2 separate regions of the Macaca mulatta genome follow, and region 2 is linked to region 1. Evidence: chromatin contacts called from public Hi-C data. All regions are on one chromosome and are shown on one strand. The core of a region is the stretch at or near the end of the contact, and the rest is flanking DNA. Distances in the headings are between cores, read along the strand shown.

Region 1 (6,565 bases), core at 1,291-3,790:
AGAAAAACAAACAAACAAACAAACACTCTTAAGGAGAGGTAGGAGAGGTGGAGATCTTAGGACGGAGTGGTCATGCCACAAGGAGGGCAGAGTGGGGGCTGTGGACCTGAATTCCAGCTTCCCCAATACTGGGCTGTGGCCCTCAGGCACATGATTCTCCCCTCTCAGTCCATCTCAGGAAAACCTGAGATCAGGAATGATGACTACCAGCCTTATCTGCCTTGCAGGGCAGGTTCCAAAAGTTATGATGTCATTATAATTAGTCTGGCTGTCTAACCGGGTCAATTCCCAGTCTTTCCTCACTGTGTGAAGTTTCTGGCTCCTTGCCCAAGCTGGGTACAATGTCCCGTACAACGGGGAAACCTGATAAACACGATGATATCCGGTGATGCAGCTACACACCTCTGGGAAAACTTTGACTTCCCAGGAGCCAAGTCACAGTCTGACATCACCCTGGGGGAGCGAGACTGCAGAGCACACACAGGTCTTGCTGGGACAAAGACAGGCGGGAATTAAAAAAAAAAAAAAAAATCAGCCATAGGTGGCCCAATTTCTATAAGCCGATCCAGGGCACTGCCTTTCTGAGTTACATAAAACACAAGATGCCAAAAACCAACCACTTGGAAAAGAGGCACGGTGTCCAGCATGAAATGGATTCCAGCTGGGACGACAGGCACCCAACTTCCACTTAAGGATACCGGACAAAGCTGTCTCTGGCTAAAGCCATGGCTATTCTTGCCCCAAGCCAGGAAATACCCTGGTTTGGCATCTTGAACCGAATTTGGACTGCGCCCAAAGCATCCTCCTTATGCAGCCCTGAGTCCTGTGTGCTGCTTTCGCTTCTGTTCCCAGACCATCACAACTTCTGGCTGTTTTAATTTCTAAGACTTTGCTGGATTTTGCCAAGATCAAACTCCTTTGATCGTATCTGGCTTCGGATCCCAGAGGTCCCCTGACAGCTCTCTCTTGTAAAGAAGTGAAAATCTAGCCAAGTGCAGTGGCTCACGCCTGTAATCCCAGCACTTTGGGAGGCTGAGGCAGACTGATCACTTGAGGTCAGGAGTTTGAGACCAGCCTGGCAACATAGTGAAACCCTGTCTCTATTAAAAATACAAAAAAAAAAAAATTAGCCAGGTGTGGTGTTGCATGTCTGTAGTCCCAGCTACTCGGGTGGCTGAGGCAGGATAATTGCTTGAACCTAGGAGGCAGAGGTTGCAGTGAGCTGAGATTGTGTCACTACACTCCAGGATGGGCAACAGAGTAAAACTCCGTTTCAAAAAAAGTGTAAACCTATCCCACAGCGTTCTGATCCGTCCCTAGTCCCACTGGAAAGGCCACACATGGGGTGTACGGCCAAAATGTGACCAACCCATTACCTACCAGCAAACCCAGGTAGGGTATGGGAGGAAAATTGTATCTGAAAGGGACAACAGTGTTCCTAAGACCACACAGCAGAGATCACAGAGGTACACATACTCCACACACCATTGCTCACAGCGTGATTCTAGAACTTGAGTAGTAAAAGGCCACTGGAGGCCTCTACACTGACTTCCCTATTTGACAGGAAGCCAGGCAGCCTGCAGACCAGGATCCTGACCACGTCACCAGTTGGCAACAGGGAGGAACCCCCTGGAGGTCCCACCTGCCCAGAGTCCCTGCCCGGGGTTACCTTGGTGCTCTGCTTCTCCTTCATAATGATCCGGGACAGGAGGACCACCCAGATGGGCATGGTGGCCTTGACTGCAAAGAGAGGGAAGGGCACTCAGGGGGCTGCCTGTGTTCCAGGGCCCAACCTGTTCCACCTCCACGGCTGGATGGGAGGGCTTGGCAGCCCCTCAGACCTCTTCACCCCTTCTCTGTCGGTAGGGCTTCCTCCCACCACGGCAGTTGTGGTCTGTCTTGCTTACCTCCCAGCTCTCTTCTCAGCCCCTTTTCTCCCTAAGAATCCTGTGCGTGTCCCTCCCCTACCAAAAGCCTTGGTAGCCCCTCTGCTGACTTCTCAGTCCGGCGGGACGCGCCCCGGGCGGCGCACTCCTTTCCATGCGCCCAAGACCCAAGCTGCGCGCCCCGGCCGCCGCCCCCTAGGCCGGGCGCGGAACCTACCGGTGTGTGCATAAGACACCGGCACCTTCCAGATGCTGACGTGCGCTGACACGGACGCGAAGTACTTGCCAAAGGCGAGCGGCAGCACGTAGCGCGGGTAGAAGCGCGGCGGCAGCAGCGGGCCGGACGACGGATGCGGACTGGGTCCGGGGCCCGAGACGGGCGGCGCGGGGGGCACGCGCCAGGCGCGCAGCAGTGGCGGGAGCCCAGCGCACAGAGCTAGGATGTGGCACAGCGACACGGTCACCGGGAACGGGAAGGCGCTCAGGATCACTTTGTTGACCACGTTGCCGCCCGCGCTCAGCGCGTACCACAACAGGCACAGCGCCGCCACCCGCGCGCCCTCGCGCGCCCCGCTACTGCTGCTTGCTGCGCCCGGGCCCCCAGCACCAGGGCCCGCGCCCACCGCAGCCGCCGCCATCCTGCCCCAGCGGCCGCCCCTTCCCGCCCGTCCGACGGCCCGACGCCGGGCGGGGGCGGGGCTGGGCGGGGGCGGGCCCTCCGGCCTAAGCCGTTTCCCATTGGTCGTTGCCTCTGTGCGTCATCCCACCGCGCCGGCCGACGCGCCAGCCACCACGTCTCGAGTGCAGGCCCAGTCCGCTGTAGATGCGCTTCCGGCGAGGGCGGAGCCGAGGCCGGAAGCGGAAGAAGGGGACGGAGACCTGCATCCAAGCTGTACCACCTGAGACGTGGGCGGTCCCAGTGACCGGGAGCCAGAACTCGAGCGGAACAGGCGAGCAGGAGCGTGGAGGGCTTTGCAGCGTCGGCGTCTGTGCGTGGGCTAAATATCAGGGCCTCTACCAGGGGTACATGGGCACCCCCTAACTAGATTCCTGTTGGCTGGCGGCGGCTGACACCGAAGGTAAAAGACCTTTTGGGGAAAGAAACCAGTTGTGAAAAGCTCTTGAGCTAAACTTCCTCCGCAAACTGGGGCGCACGCGCGTGGCCAAACTCTGGCAGTGGGACTATCCCGGAGCACTCGGTCCCTGGAATCATGTTCTGGAAACCGCCGCGACGTGCGCAGTTCTCGGGCCTGGCCCTCGTATCATCGCACTGAATCCTAGGAACGTCGTGCGGTAGGTATCACCATTCCCATTTCACAGACCGAAGTCCAGAATGGGGAAGCGACTTGTCTTAGGCTTCCTGGCCACTCTGGGGACCGTGGCCGTGGCAGCGTCCTTAGACACCTGTCTCCAAGGCTCGGCAGAAGGGGGAGGTACCGGGCCCTGACGGCTGATGTCCAAGCACCAGCCGGGATGAACCAGCCCCAGGCCCCAGTGAAGGAAAACAAGACGAAGTTTTCAGTAAGATGATCTTATACTAATTCAAGGACTATAATCTGTTCCTCAAATCGTGTACCTCCAATTTTTTCGAGGAAAGGGTGTTAAAATTCCGTTACAGTGTTTCTTTTCTTTTTTTTTGAGACGGAGTCTCGCTCTGTCGCCCAGGCTGGAGTGCAGTGGCCAGATCTCAGCTCACTGCAAGCTCCGCCTCCCGGGTTTACGCCCTTCTCCTGCCTCAGCCTCCCGAGTAGCTGGGACTACAGGCGTCCGCCACCTCGCCCGGCTAGTTTTTTGTATTTTTTTCGTAGAGACGGGGTTTCACCGGTTTAGCCGATGGTCTCGATCTCCTGACCTCGTGATCCGCCCGTCTCGGCCTCCCAAAGTGCTGGGATTACAGGCTTGAGCCACCGCGCCCGGCCCCCGTTACAGTGTTTCTACTTGTTAAATTAGAAGCAGCAACCGGCTGGGTGCGGTGACTCAAGCTTGTAATCCCAGGACTTTGGGAGGCCAAGGCGGGCGGATTGTTTGAGCTCCGGAGTTGGAAATCAGCCTGGGCAACATGGCAAAACCTCGTCTTTGCAAAAAATACAAAAATTAGCCAGGTGTGGTGGCGCACGCCTGTGGTCCCCACTACTAGGGAGGCTGAGGTAGGAGGATCGGCTTGAGCCCAGGTCAAGGCTGCAGTGAGCTATGATGGCGCCACTGCACTCCAGCCTGGGTGACAGAGCAAGACCCAGTCCCAAAGAAGAGTAGAAAGCAGCAACCCAACTTGGCCCCCCAAATGTTGGAAGGTATCTTTGCTTATCCTTGCATTCTCAAAGGCAGGTAACATTAGTGCCCTAGGTCCTCCTGGATACATGGACACAGGCATGGTAGTCCCTGCAGGCAGGGGTAGGGGGGAGCTGCAGCCTGTCCCAAAGTTCTAGAGATGCTGATAGGAGGCCAAGCTCTGCACCCTAATATCCTCCAGCTGTGCCCTGTGTGTATCAGAGTAAAGTCACATCCTTGAGACACCACATATCAGCAGAGCTGTTAAACATAGGCACAGTGAACTTGGGAAAATGTAACTATAGGCACCCTACAGCACAGCTGAGTGTCAGATACTTCCACTGACATGCTGTGTGTTTTAGTTTTCAAAACTCTGGGGTAGGTATTTTCACCCCCCAAATGGGGACATGTGCACAGGAGTGAAGAGATGAGCTCAGAGCCACACAGCTGGTGGGTGGCAGGCCTGGGTTCAACCTCATCCTGCCCTCAAAGCCACTTCGCCCATGGCCTTTTGTTGGGGAGGGGAGTGTATTCTGCACCAAGCTTTTGCCAGGAATCCCTGCTAGCTCTGAAACTGGCTCTGGACTGACTGTAGTCTTACAGGCTGGAAGGAACCCTTGGTTTGCTCTGTGAGATTGCATGTCTTAAGGTGTAGCTGTTTCTTCATTTGTGAAATTAAGCAGATACGGATAAGATGACCTATTCCAAAGTGAAAAACTAGAAAACCAAAGTCTTAGCCTACAGTTTCAGGGAAGAGGGGGAACTTAAAAGATGATCACTTTATAGTCAAGGGAGAACTATTTTTTTTGGAGTCAGCAACCACCAGCTAGTAAGGCAGCCGGGGGCCAGGGCCACAGGGTGGGCTGCCACACACACACACACACACACACACAGCTCTAAGTCTCTGGTATTTTGTTAAGGTGGGGGTAGTCACTGAGACCTATGCTATGGAGCCTCCTACGGAGGGCTGCTCTCTAGGCCAGGTAAAGTCTGGGTGAGACAAGATAACGTTCCTTAATGTGGCCCTGAATGAATAAAATGTGAAGGTCCTCCCAAATGCAGCAGCAGGCTAGCAGGTGGACTTCAAAGCACAGTGCCCTGTCCTGTCTCCCTGCATTGCGGCTGTTGGGGTCTAGGTTTTTCTGGCTAATCTACAATCCAGGAAAGGGCTGATTTGGCTGTGAAGGTCCAAATGAGAAAAGATTCTCAGACTGGTTTGTGCAAATGGTTTTTTTTTTTTTTATTTCCACATTTATATCACAAGGTGTCCACTTACTGGACCAAATAGCAAAGTTGCTCCCTTCTGCGTCCTGAGAACACAGAAGTCTAGGTACTGTACATTCACTAAGGCTCCTTGTTTTTGCAAATCGCGTTTATGACAAATAACCATAAGGCAAACGAATCTAAAGGAATGGTTATGAGTGTTTCCAGCGTACAGACAGGTCTCCCCCTCGCCCCACAGTACAGCATAAAACCAGTAGCACCCACAGTCACTTTTGTGTTGTTTTGGGAGGACTCTAGAAAGGTGAAGTTTTCTAGATGTGTACAGGAAGGGAAAAAAGAAAGGGAGGAAGAAAGGAAAGGTTTTTTTTTTGTCTGGTGGTCTGATGGAAGGAGTTGTTAAAATAAACATGAAAAAACTTAAATTTTTGCAGCATTTCTTTAAAAACGGGGTTATAACTGAAACCAGATATAAACAGGTGGCTGCCCATGGAGTGTGGGTCACCCTGGCTGGCCAGCTGGCCCGCCTGCCCGATGCCAGTGGCTCACCACAGCTGAGAAGCTTCTGGCACATGACGGACAACACTGACCTGACAGTGGCTGGGTAGGGAGCAAACAGAGGCAGCATGGCCCACTGTCTCACAGACACTCAGGGCCAAATTAAAGAACAGAAAATGCAAGAGAGATGAGATGCGTGCTTCTGTTGCTGTGTTAAAGGTAACCTCTCCACAGGTTTTCTGTGCCTGCCTGCAACTGAGGTCCCAGCTTTCAGGTGCTGGAAAGTGTCCGCACCTCTTCAGGGGTGAGGGACTAACGCTTTTTATAGCTGGTTTGCTATAGAGTTCTGAACTCACTTTGCCGTCCTTCCTTCCACGCGGTCCTTCCTTCGCAATTTTGTTAGTAAACTGGTAGCAGCATTTCACAAAAGGAGAGTTTTGAGGGAAGAGTGCAGAGAGACCGCGTGACTCCCGCCCCCTCCCTCCTGCCCGGGCCGGACTCCCCGAGTTCCCAGTGCAGGAGGCAGCTGGGCCCCGGCCACCCACCCACCTGCCTGCCCGCCCGCCCGGCTTCTGCAAGATGGGAATGCACTTCGTGGCTGACGGGCCGGTCAGTCCAAACAGACATAAGGCAGAATGTTCAAGCGCCCGTCATCGCCGTGCGGATCAAGTGATATGCACTGCGTCCAGTCA
Region 2 (6,565 bases), core at 1,304-3,803, 89 kb after region 1:
AGTTTCCTGATCTGCTTCCAGTTTCCAGTTCCGGGAACTGGAAAGTGACTATTACCTTTTAGGAATGGAGGTAGAATGCAACACTAACAGGAAGCACCTAACTAGGTCAGCACCCAGGGGCAGGCCCCCCAAAAGGAGAGCTGCTGGAGGGTCTTCAAAATCTCAGCTCAGCCACGCATGGTGGCTCACGGCTGTGATCTCAGCACTTTGGGAGGCTAAGGTGGGAGGATCGTTTGAGGCCAAGAGTTGGACACCAGCCTGGTTAACACAGCGAGATGCCTATCTTTACAAAAAAATTTAGAAAATTAGCCAGGGGTGGTATTAACTGCCTGTAGTCCCAGCTAGTTGGGAGCCTGAGGCAAGAGGATCTTTTGCACCCAGGAGTTCAAGGCTGCAGTGAGCTATGACTGTGCCACTGCACTCCAGCCTGGGCGACAGAGCAAGACCCTGTCTCTAAAAGAAGAAAACCTCTGATCCTCAGGGTTCCCCCATCCTTGGGTAGTGCTCCATCATGGCATCCACCGCCTTGACTGTGACGCCACCTCCTCAAATGGCCTTCCCTTCCACACCCCAGCAGGAGAGCAACCCCATCACCATCCTGTGACTCCCTGTTACCTAACATCACCTCTGTCACCATCTATTCCCCGCTTGGAAACCATGTGTCTCACCCCCACGGTAAGTTCCACTCCATCTGTCTTACCCCCACTGTATCCCAGCACCTAGCACAGTAGCCAGCACGTGTTAGGTGCTCAAATACCTGGTGAATGAAAGAATTAATGAATGGATACGACAGTCATGTACAGATCCCCTTAAGACTCCAAATAGCTACACAATTACATTCAGTAGGAAGTATAAATTCTGGGGCCTCTAGGGCCCAGGCAGACGATAGACATATGAAGAGGTTAGGGCTGGGATGAGGCAGAGTCGACAGGCTCCATCTCCTCAGAGTCCTCAACTACACTCAACAGTTGTCAAGAGCTCTTCTGAATCTTGAGTTGCAGAATGTTCCAGTTTTTCAAGAAAAATCAGACATCTGAATTTTTATATAAAATCGCCTGATTAAAAACCGAATGTTGGCATCTAATTTTAAACGTGGCAGGTCTGCAGCACTCTGAAAGCAACAGCTATGTGTAAGGTTGTTCATTCACTCATTCACAGGCATCGGACGACTGGTATGGCAAGGACAAAGGATGGGACAAGCCAAGCTAGGGTCTCTTCTCTGAAGTTTATGGTCAAATGTGAGGGGCAGACATTAGCCAGATGACAGCAAACATACAGAAAATTATAACGGTAGGAAGTGATGTGAGTGCTCACATCAGGGAGGTCTGGTGGGAGAAAGAAGTAGATGACAGAGGTAGGCAGAAAGGACAGCACATTATCAGAGTCATCTCCCACTCACACACACACGCTCAATTAAAGAGAAAACTCGTGGCTCACGCCTGTAATCCCAGCCCTTCAGGAGGCCAAGGCCGGGGGGGGGGGATCACTTGAACCCAGGAGTTTGAGACTGGCTTGGGCAAGGTGAAGAAACCCCATCTCTACAAAAAAAATACAAAATTTAGCCTGGCATGGTGGCACACGCCTGTAATCCCAGTTACTAAGGGGGCTGAGATGGAAGGATCACTTTAGCCCAGGAGGTCGAAGCTGCAGTGAACCATGATCGCACCACTGCACTCCAACCTGGACCACAGAGCGAGACCTTGTGTTAAAAAACGAAAGAAAAGGAAAGAAAACGAGGGTGGAACTTGGCGAAACAAAACTGTCCTCTCTGAAGTGGACCATGCAATTCAAGGGTCCAGGAAGACCTTACCTGTGCTGGGCTCCCTCGACTCCTCCCCAAAGCCCTGCGTGTCCTTCTTTTTCCTACAAAGAGGAGTAGACAGTGTCCACTTTCAATGGGACATACAGGCCTCAGCCCCCTGACCCCCAGCTCAGAAGGCCACAAACACTAAGTTTCAGCCCTGGCCCTGCCGCTGACTTGCTGTGTGACCTCGGACGGTTCAATGTCCCTCTCTGGGCCACCACTGCCCGGACAATCACAGCCAGGTCAGCAGCCACCGACAGTTTACAAAGCGGCCCGACAGTGCGGGTGCAATGCTGAGGGTCCGGGGTTGGGCTATTTCTTGGAGGATGGGTCTTGAGCTCTTCAGGAAGGTGAACAGAGGGACACCCAAGGAAAAGAGAGTATGGGTTTAAGGTCGCTCGGGGGCGAGGAAGATTAAACCATGCTGGAGGCGTGGACAGAGGGCGGATAGGGCGGGGCCTGCGGCTTGGGGGCGGGGCCTGAGAAGTGCGCCGAGATCACGCTTATGAGGGCGGGGTTACGGGTTCCCCGGATGGAGCCACAGTCCGGCCGCGACCTACTCACAGCTTAAAGTTCAGCACTGCCCCAGCATTCATCAGCAACGTCCTGCAGAGGGAGAATTACAGTTACTAGGGGCGCCCCCGCGTCCTGCCTGGCCCTCTCTTCCTAGCCTCTGGTCCCCCTAATTACCCGAACAGCAGGATGTCTCCGATCATCGTTACGGCCAAAGCGTCCGTCAGAACCGGAAGCGGAAGCCCCAGGGAGGGAGGGGAGAGGAGCAGAAGCCGACCAATCCTAAAGCAACACTGGCGAGGGCTGGGCCAATCGAAGATCAAGGTCCCACCCTCTGCAGGCCAGGCGCCCTTAGGGGAGCGCGAGCGCCCCACCTTGCTGGGGAGGCCCGGAGAGCCAGAATGGAAAGGGCAGGGTCTCCTGGGGTTGGGATTGGGTCACGCGTTCGAAGCGTGCCGCGCATGCGTAAGGTCTTGAGTGCCGTAGGGTTTGCTGGGCAGCAATGCCTGTTCACTTTATGGGGTCTCAAATTGGGCTTCTGTTGAAAAGGAATCCTTTGACTCCTGAGCTGCACAGGGTGCGGGGTCCTGACGCAGTGGGGTCCCTAGAAACGGGTGCCCTAACCAACTGGGCTCTAAAATGAGATCCTCCTGGGCCCCATGGGGAACGGGGGTCCCCACTGAGCTGCTCCCAACAAGACACGGGGGTCCTGATTTGCAGAGCCCCACCGAGGACGGGGTTCCTGATCGAACGGACCCTATGGGGCAGGAAAGTCTTGACGGGGCTCCACAGAGGACTGAGGTCCTAACCGATCTCCACGGGGAGCAGGGGTTCTGATTCATGGGGTCCCACCAGGGCGTAGGGGTCCTCATTGGGCTCCACCGAAGGTCGGGGTCCTAATTGAGCCCACGGAGACAAAGTCCTGGCTGATCCGGCCCCCTGGGAACGGGCGTCCCGCGTGCGTGGGATGCCCAGAATGGGGAGCCCCCCAGCCTCCCTCGCCTTGCAGGGGTGCCCCGCACCCCGCCTCGCTGGGCGGAACGGGGTCGCGATGTCAGTAGGGTCAGCGCCTGGGACGTCCGACTGTCCAGCTCCGTCCGTGGTGCTGGGCGTCCCCACAACCTGTCCCGATGTGGGCCGTCGCCCCTCCTCTCCCGCGGGGGCCGGGCCTGGGGTGGCGCCTGGCGGGCGGGGGCGGGCCCAGCTGCGGGGGCGCAGTCGCCGGGCCTCGGGCGGCGGGACGGACGAGACCGGGGCCCCGGGTGGCACCCGGCGGGCGGGCGGGCGCCATGGAGCTGCTCTCGGCGCTGAGCTTGGGCGAGCTGGCGCTCAGCTTCTCACGGGTGCCGCTCTTCCCCGTCTTCGACCTCAGTTACTTCATCGTCTCCATCCTCTACCTCAAGTATGAACCAGGTGAGCCGGGGCGGGGGGCTGAGGGGGCCGGCAGCCGGGGGCGCGGGCCGGGGCAGCTGGGGGTCGCGGAGAGGGGGAAGCCCGTGCGTGGTGGAGGGAGCGGGGGACAGGTTCAAGGATTGCATCGTGGGAGTAGTCAGGCGCGAGAATCATGGGGTTCTCCCACGCCGCCGGGGTGAGCCCGGGGGAGAAGCTTCCAGGACGATGAAGCTGGGGGAAGGGAAGGAGAGGCGTGAGCCCGTTTAGAGGAGGGGGAACAGGTGCTTGGGGGAGGGGTGGAGGAAAGGTCGGGGCTCCTTGTTGGGTCAGAGCTGCAGGAACTTGGGCAAGGGGCGCCGGCTGTGGCGAGGGTGCAGGTGGGGGTCGGTGCAGCTGTTCTGGCCGCGCGCAGGTGTGACCTCCCTCCTTGACCTTGGCACGCGGAGTGGGAGCGCCAGTGGGGTGTCTATATAAGGGCCGCCGCGCCGCCGGGGGCTGCGGTCAGGTTCAGCGAAAGTGACACCGGTTCTCCTCCCCGCTGCAACTGTCCAGCACCCTCCACTCCTCTCCCTTCCCCCACGGTGCTGAATCTCCGAGTCCCCACGGGAATTCTTCCAGCCCTGGCTCCAGATCCTTTCCACTTACGGAGCAGAACCGGTCCCAGGGCTGGGTGACTTGGGGTCAGCGTCCTCCCTCTCAGCTCCAGACCCCAGGCTGGGGAGGTCACAGGAGGGTACACCCTGCTTCTTAGATTTTTTAAAAAGTCATTTTTAAAATGAGGATGAATGGCTTCCTTAGAACGTGTTCTATTTTTATAAAAGGTTCATGAACAAATGTTTCTTGTTCATCGTTATTCTAGCACACCAGCAACTTACTAGATAATAGATTTTAGACTTAGAAAAATAAAAGAACCCCAAACTTCATGAGCCTTCCTCCCACTTAGATGTAAATTACCACTGTAGCTCAAAAAGGAAATAGCTTTATTCTCAGATGATAAAAATAAGTAATCCTATTTACTAAAAACTCAAACTGAAAAGGGCAAAGGAAAAAAAGAGAATTACTGTCAACATAGTGGTGGCCAGCCACCCTTCCTGATCTCTCTTCTATTCATTTATACTTATGTAGTTATAGACATAAATGCACACTCTTTTTTTGTTATTGCTGTTGTTGTTGTTTGAGATGGAGTTTCGCTCTGTCGCCCAGGCTGGAGTGCAGTGGAGTGGTCACTGCACTCCACCTCCGGGGTTCAAGCGATTCTCCTGCCTCAGCCTCCTGAGTAGCTGGGAGTACAGGCGCCCGCCACTACACCTGGCTAATTTTTGTATTTTTGGTGGAGACGGGGCTTCACCATGTTGGCCAGGATGGTCTCGATCTCCTGACCTTGTGATCCGCCCACCCAGGGCTCCCAAAGTGTTGGGATTACAGGCGTGAGCCACTGAGCCCAGCCAATGCACGGTCTTATGCTAACAGGATTACACTGTACTTGCTAGGAATTTTTATTCTATTTTTGCCTATCCACATGCCAGAGCCTATTTTCTTAAAAGCTATCCTGAAGAACAGTTACAGTGCAAAACAAAATAGGCTTTTGTGTTGTCCTAGCATGAACATGGGCTGTCTTTCCTTTCTGGGGAAGAATTCTTGGTGGTTCAGGCCAGTTCCTTGGGCAGTTGCAGAACCTTAGAAAATCTGAAACTGGCTGGGCACAGTGGCTCACGCCTGTAATCCCAGCAGTTGGGGAGGCCAAGATGGGCGGATCACCTGAGGTCAGGAGTTCGAGACCAGCCTGGCCAACATAGTGAAACCCCATCTCTATTAAAACTACAAAAATTAGCCGAGCGTGGTGGCATGCACCTGTGGTCCTAGCTACTTGAGAGGCTGAGATGGGAGAATCACTTGAACCTGGGAGGTGGAGGTTGCAGTGAGCCGAGATCACTCCATTGCACTCCAGCCTGGGCAACAGAGGAAGACTCTGTCTTGGAAAAAAAAATAAAAAGAAAAGATAATCTGAAACTGAGGAGGGTTGGAGCCCTGTGGGGATGTAGGACACAAATGTCTTGAGAAAAGAGGTCTCCAAGCTGCCTGGGAACTTGCAGGAAGGTTCAAGATATTTCTGCAGAAGTCCTAGAATAAGCTATCCAAGCTCTAAGTGCCAGAGCCTGAAGGTTCCTGAAGGCTGAGAAGTGGTGCCAAACCCTGGCTATTCATGAGATGCTCCTGGGAGCTTTCAAACCCCCCAGCTCCACCCCACACCAATTGATTCAGAATATTAATCTCCCCTCCCTCAGTGACTGATGTATGTTATCAGGGCTGAGGATACCCCACCCAGTTCAACCTCCTCCTTTCATAACTGGGGAAACAGGAAATAGTGGCTAAGCTATCTTAAATACACAGTGAGCCTGTGGTCCCATGGCTGGTCAGTTGCAGCCTCGGGACTCAGCCCAGGTCTGCTTGACTCTAAGAATCAGTACAATTAATGTGAGATACTTGGTTTCCTTAGAAAAGTAAGGTGTTGGAGGCCAGACGTGGTGGCTCATGCCTGTAATCCCAGCATTTTGGGAGGCAAGGCGGGTGGATCACTTGAGCCCAGGACTTTGAAACCAGCCTGGCCAACATGACAAAACCCCGTCTCTACTAAAAATGCAAAAATTAGCCAGGTGTGGTGGCACACGCCTGTAATCCCAGCTACTCGGGAGGTTGAAATGAGAATCGCTTGAACCCGAGAGATGGAGGTTGCAGTGAGCCGAAATCTTGCAGCTGCACTCCAGCCTGGGTGACAGAGCCTGGTTGAGACTCTGTCTTGGAAAAAAAAAAAAAGAAAAGTTAAGTAAGGTGTTGGATTGAACTGTTAGTCCCAGT

What was found. Hi-C and Micro-C count contacts between places; a contact is called where the count stands out from the background.
Region 2: a Hi-C map of liver shows a contact between it and region 1, with 2.0 times the contacts expected there. The contact joins the promoter of SMIM7 here to the promoter of SLC35E1 in region 1. A contact is called at or near these places in 2 of 14 Hi-C or Micro-C datasets (fetal cortical plate and liver).

Annotation. Positions count from the first base shown.
Region 1 is chr19:17,066,450-17,073,014 of T2T-MMU8v2.0, forward strand. SLC35E1 (solute carrier family 35 member E1) reads right to left here and starts at 2,541. Exons shown (of 6, transcript NM_001266345.1): 1 at 2,104-2,541; 2 at 1,670-1,740. The coding sequence starts at 2,524. It overlaps LOC144336827 (a long non-coding RNA gene), which reads left to right and starts at 2,812. Exons shown (of 2, transcript XR_013409180.1): 1 at 2,812-3,532; 2 at 4,112-5,800. It overlaps MED26 (mediator complex subunit 26), which reads right to left. Exons shown (of 3, transcript XM_015123227.3): 3 at 5,370-6,565. The coding sequence ends at 6,484.
Region 2 is chr19:17,155,698-17,162,262 of T2T-MMU8v2.0, forward strand. It overlaps SMIM7 (small integral membrane protein 7), which reads right to left and starts at 2,554. Exons shown (of 7, transcript XR_013409175.1): 1 at 2,495-2,554; 2 at 2,369-2,410; 3 at 1,811-1,863. It overlaps TMEM38A (transmembrane protein 38A), which reads left to right and starts at 3,532. Exons shown (of 6, transcript XM_015123230.3): 1 at 3,532-3,730. The coding sequence starts at 3,607. The region is part of intron 1 of LOC144336825 (a long non-coding RNA gene); the gene reads right to left.